Linked DNA regions of Mus musculus: region 1 is linked to region 2. Evidence: chromatin contacts called from public Hi-C data. All regions are on one chromosome and are shown on one strand. The core of a region is the stretch at or near the end of the contact, and the rest is flanking DNA. Distances in the headings are between cores, read along the strand shown. Region 1 overlaps Epb41l4b (erythrocyte membrane protein band 4.1 like 4b). Region 2 holds the start of Epb41l4b (erythrocyte membrane protein band 4.1 like 4b).

The links. A called contact is a pair of places that touch in the nucleus more often than the background predicts.
Region 1: a contact with region 2 is called in a Hi-C map of cortical neurons, with 1.7 times the contacts expected there. The contact joins the enhancer-like site here to the promoter of Epb41l4b in region 2. A contact is called at or near these places in 7 of 39 promoter capture datasets (embryonic stem cells, frontonasal cranial neural crest, liver and 4 more), 1 of 15 datasets of contacts at CTCF or cohesin (large pre-B cells), 13 of 484 Hi-C or Micro-C datasets (LSK cells, cerebellar granule neurons, cerebellum and 8 more), 4 of 115 datasets of contacts at active chromatin or transcription factors (all in embryonic stem cells) and 3 of 9 other capture datasets (adipose tissue, liver and pancreatic islet).

What each region holds. Positions count from the first base shown.
Region 1 is chr4:57,090,326-57,093,025 of GRCm38.p6, forward strand. All of the region lies in intron 2 of Epb41l4b (erythrocyte membrane protein band 4.1 like 4b), which reads right to left. Among named protein-coding and RNA genes, the nearest start is that of Gm34738, 42 kb to the left of the region's middle. Within about 2 kb of position 1,311, at least 73 of the 459 cell types and tissues checked have an H3K27ac peak or open chromatin away from gene starts, as enhancers often do. A contact at or near this core is called in cerebellum, cerebral cortex, cortical neurons and 3 more, where this site is marked.
Region 2 is chr4:57,141,805-57,144,504 of GRCm38.p6, forward strand. Epb41l4b (erythrocyte membrane protein band 4.1 like 4b) reads right to left here and starts at 1,352. Exons shown (of 25, transcript NM_001355492.1): 1 at 1,044-1,352. The coding sequence starts at 1,349. LOC108168956 reads right to left here. Exons shown (of 2, transcript XM_017320489.1): 2 at 1,454-2,187. The coding sequence ends at 1,454.

The DNA.
Region 1 (2,700 bases), core at 61-2,560, 52 kb before region 2:
GGGGATCCAACACCCTCTTCTGACCTCCGTGCATGGTGTACTCACATGGTTTATGACATACAGATTCAGGCAAAACATCATACAGATTGAATGAAAATAAATTAACATTTAAAGGGTTTGCTCTAGGGGATCAGAGTTTGGATCCCCAGAACCTACAGAAAAGCCAGGCAGGTGTTAACGGCTACCTGTAATTCCAGGTTAGGAAGACAGAGAGAGGATTCCCAGAGTGAACCCCTGATGAGAGTGCCAGTATCAGAGAGCTCTGGATTTGATTGAGAGACCCTGCCTCAATGAGTGAGGTATCAAAGTGGTATCAACCCTCCATGTGTGCCCACATATATGCAAACATACATACATACATACACATATATACCACATGTAAATAGAAAAAGAAAAACAAATAATTTGCTTTGCATGTAAGTGTATTTTTCTATTAACCAAAGTTTCCCAAAGTTTTTTAAAAGAGGTCAGGAAGCTCTTAAGACCCCTAAGAAACTGATCTGAAAGGCCCTTCTAAAAATTCTGAGTTCCTGGTGTTATAATCGCTCTTCCCCAGTGACTCCAGGTCTCCAGTAATCTAGCTAAAACGACAAACCCTGTGCTAAACTCTGATTGCATACCAGCCTGTGGTTCTAACACCCTCAACTCTGACATCAGGAAAACAAAGTCCCTGGCCTCCTTCATTCTTTTACACTCCTGAACCCCCATCACTGACGGGAAGAGGCAGATGGTTCCGCTGTGGCCAGGGAGGACATTTCAGATACTCCTCTTATTTACCAGAAAACCTACTTCAGTTCTATCTGCCTAAGGAGGTTACAAAGCCATTTCTCTCATATAAACATTTATGTTAAAATTGTTGACATGCTCAGTAGTCTAACTTCTATAGGAAGCTACATATGAGAACACTATAGAGAAACATCGCAAGTCCATCCAAAAGAGAAAACATTGTAACATGTCCACTATCACTGTAACTAACTCAATGCATAGCGGAGCTCCACTGCTATAAAAAGAACTGGAATGGAACAGGCAAAGTAGGTTTCTCTCCAGCTATTCCGAAACAGAGGCTAATTCTGCTGACTACCTGGGACTGGCAGAAGCCATCTCCACCGTGCACATGTTACTAATGAGAAAGGGCGGGGCTGAACGAGCACAGTGTACTCCACACCTAACCACAAAGCCCAAGAGGACTGTGTGGGAGGAGGGAGGGGTGGAAACACACAAAAGCACATAACAGATGAATTAGAACACAATAAGCGTGCACACTGTGCTAAGGAGAGGAGAATGTGGGCCTCTGTCATCTCTACACTGCCTAGACTGGGTAACAAAAGCGGATCGCCACAGCAGGGCGCCTATCTCTAAGGCGCCGCGGCTGGGATGCTACATCTCATTGTTTATAGCTTTGAATTGGCAATGACCTAAATGTCCGTCAACAAAGACAGATTCAAAAATGGCTCCCCTGTGTAATGCATTACTATTTTAAAAGGATGTAGGCTGATATTTACTGGTGTGACAAGAGCACAATGTTAAGGTAGGAATAAGAAATCAGGTAGGATCCTGCTTACAGAAAATTATTATTTTCTATCAAGGTTATGTCCAGAAATATTTGTAGGGGATTTTTTTGGGGAGGGGTGGGTAGGGACGTGCGGGTCATTTTCTTTCACCTTTCTGAACAGCCTTTTATTTTAACAAGATTATTATCCAGTGTGGGAGGATTATCCTTTTTTTTGATTTATTCACTGTTTGCCTACTACTAGGTATGTTTATTTCGTGTTCTGAGACAGGCTCGCATGTATTCCAGGCTGGCCTCAAACTCCCTTGGTAGCCAAGGATGACAACGAACTTGTGATCATCTTACTTGCATCTCCTGAGTGCTAGCAATACAGGTACCCACTACCACACCCAGCCCAGAGCTTCCTGCTGCCTAGATAGCCATGCCGACACCCATCTTACATCCTCGGCTCCGAGGTAGGCAATTTTGATGAGGGATTTGGAGAACAAGAATTAGACCTCACCATTGCCCTTAACCATGCAGGAAAACCCCCGATAGTCTCATTCTGGGAAGGACAGCCATAGAGAGGACAGGAGCATACTTATGTTCCTGCCAAGCACCACGCTAACGTCCGTGACCAAACCTGTACTTAACGAACTCACCATTCCCAGGCACATCAAGTTCTCCCGCAGCCAGCCTTCTAGTCTCAGCAGCTCCAGACACCCACAGCTTAAAGGAACCCATTCCCTTCTTTCTCCCGTTTCCTTACCATTAGGCTGAGTAGATCAAGTTCAAGCCCATCTTCCCTCTCCCTCCACTGTTAAGCTCTCATCTCGATCCAAGCCCAACTTGTGTGGTTTCCTTGGCCCAAGTTTCAGATCCAACTGCACCTGACAATGCTGGAAGAACTAAATGGACGAAGCTGACACCAGGGGTCATACAAGACCCACCAGCCCCATCTGAAAGCATTGGTTTCACAGATGTGCCGAGTGTGCCGTTCAGTACTTACTACTTACTCTTCCGTACTCTCCTCCACAGGAGGATGTCCTGTGGATCTTAAAATGTCTTCAGCTCTATGTGAGCTCTACAAAATCTCAGGCAACTCCAGGGTTTATGGGTTAGTCCAAGAGGTGAGATGGTCAAATGTCCACACCTGGGGCTAATGTAAGGGGGACAGTTGCCAGATGCTCATATGGGCAGCAGCCAGTTCT
Region 2 (2,700 bases), core at 102-2,601:
CACCCAGTTACAGACTGTCCGGAGGCCTAAACACTCCGGACAATCTGTAACTCATCTAAAGCTCAATTACTGCGGTGTCTTCAGTCATGCCCAAAGATTCCCGAAGGCACCGTCTGCCGCAGCGCAGTGGGCGCCCGTTAGTGCAGCGTTTGATAGGATCTGACTGGCCCCTTCGGCCAAAAAGGCTCTTTTGGCGGCTGGACTCCCTGTCGGAGACACTGGCGCTGGCCTAGCTTGCCACTGGAACTGGGCCCGGGTGCAACCACCTGTGGGTGTGTGAACCGGACGCAGGCCCTGGTGCTGCCACCCCGGGATGCCCTGAACGAACCACGCAAACTGCCGGGTGTGGGAGAGAGTGGGTAGGCCAGTCCAGAGGGGACCGGGGCCAACTCCCAGCACGCCAAGGCTTATCTCTCCGTTCAAAGCGGACCTGGCCTGAGTTGGCTCCCAAGTCGCTCCACTCCCTGCGAGGTTGTGAGCCAGGGAGCACTTTGGGATAGGCTCCCTATGGGGGCCATCCACGGGGAATCGGGAGAAGGCAGAGCGGCAAAACTGTTCCCTAAGCCTCTTCCCAAACTTGGGGCACCTGCTGAGCAGCAGGCAAGGATTTCTTCTCCACCAAGGCCTGATACCCAAAGCGGGATACCCCGGAACAGCCCTGCGTCGCTTGAAAAATTCTACTCAATCCAGCAGCCGAAGGCCAACATTGGCAGGGAATGCCAGCCACCTGCGCCAAGGGGAGGGGACGTAGGGACGTGTGCATGGGATAGCATGGGGTAGGAGTGAGGCACAAAAATCCTAGGTGGTCGCCAAAGAAGGGCGCCGCAACCCTGCGGTTGCAAGGTGCCAAAGACTGGGCCCCAGAGCATACCCGGGCTGGTGGTCTGGGAGGGTTCATGGCTGGGGAAGATTGGCAGAAGATGGGGGAGGGGTCCCCAAAAAACAGCCCGGGTAGCTTCCCAGAGAGAAAGAAAGACTGGGACAGGGGGTTCTGACCCAAGCAGAGCAGGCTGCTAGTGCCCCGCACGCGCCGCGTCACTCACCGGCAGGTCCACGCTCACTTCGGTTCCGTCGAGCAGGAAGACACGGCAGTAAAGGGTGGCCTTGGCAGCTCCCGAGGCGGAGATGTGCACAGCCGCGCCGCCGGTGAGCAGGGGCCCGCCGCCGGCCGGGAATACGCTGCCCCCGGGCGCGGCGGGCAGCACCGAGGAGCTGGCGGCGGCAGCCGGGCCCCCTCGCGGCCCCCCGTCGCGCTCGTCCCCCAGCCCGGCGGCCCCGCGCCCCGCCGCGCCCCGCGCGTAGCGCTGCATGGAGCGGCGGCCAAAGGTCCGGCGCAGGAACCGCAGCATCCTGGCCGGGGGCGCCCCCTGCCTCCGCCCCCTGCGCTGCCGCCGCGCCGCCGCCCGGGAGCGCCCGGCGCCGCCGTCAGTGCCCGCCGCGCCGCGCCGCCTCCCGCGGGCTGCGGCCCGGGGCTCGCTCCCGCCCCAGCCGAGGCCGCCGCCGCGCTCCGGCCGCCCGCGGGACGCGTCGGCCGGGCCAGCGCCCGCCGAGAGTAGCCGCGCGGGAGAGAACGCGCACAGGCGGCCCGGGGGACCGTCCCGCTGCTGTCGCCGCTGTCGCTGCCGCGCGCTTGGGGCGGTCGGTCGGTGCCGGCTGCTGCGTGGCCGCTGCCCCGCGAAGAGCGCCGCGGGGGGACCCGGCTGCGGGCTGCTCCCGCGCCGCGCGCCGGCCGAGGGCCAGCCGGAGCAAAGCGCCTGCGTGCTCCCGGCGCGCTCGCTCCCACTCGCGCCGCGCCCGGCCCGAGGAGGCCCCCGCCGAGCGCCCGCTCCCGGGGCGCCTTTTCCTGCGCCCGCAGCCCCCGCCTCCCACCTGGGAGGGCTGCACCTCCAGCCGCCGCCGCCGGCACTGCAGCACGCCCTCCTCCCCCGGGGCTGCGCCGGGCTTGTGCTGCCCCCTGCCGGCCCGAGCGCCCCCTGCTGCTGTAGGTGCGCTCACGTGCGTACACGTAGGTGAGCACACACGTGTTTCCGGGCGCGCAGGACCCCCTAGAAGTCCAAGAGTTCCTCCTGCTTGACCAGATGAAGAAAATAAGACTGTCTCCTTCCAGGGAAGTCTTACCCCTAGGGCAAAGAAAAACACGGCTCTTTCTGGAAGAAAAACAAAAACAAAAACAAAACACCAACCGTACTCAGTTTCTCCTTCTGCAGAAGTGGAGTAGGCGACCTAGAAGGTCCCTGCCACTTAATGAAATTCTATCTGCTTAAAATCTCAACCCTGGCTGGAGCTTTAACCTGCCAGTCCAACGGACCCGTTCCAAACAAGAAAATTGAGGCCTGCGAGGAGGGGAAGTACTTTTCCATACTCCTTTGGAGACACCCTGCTTCAAGGACCTCGCCCATGCCCAGAATTAAGGAAAGGTCCTGCATAAGCTATTGCTACTGAGAAGGTTGGTCAAGGTTGGACAGACTCCTGGGAAGCGAAGCAGAACATAAGAATGAATTGCATAGGGCACATGGAGCAAACTGGAGACAGCGAATTGCTAACAATCAATGCCCACAGGTTCAGGGTTTGCCCACAGACAAGTGAGTTGTCCTGTGTTGCAGAAAGGAATGTGGGAAATGAAGCTGAAAGGAGGCCAGGCCTTTGGGGAGAATAACACTACTGTTTATCAGGCCCTAATTTTGTGCCAGACATTACGGT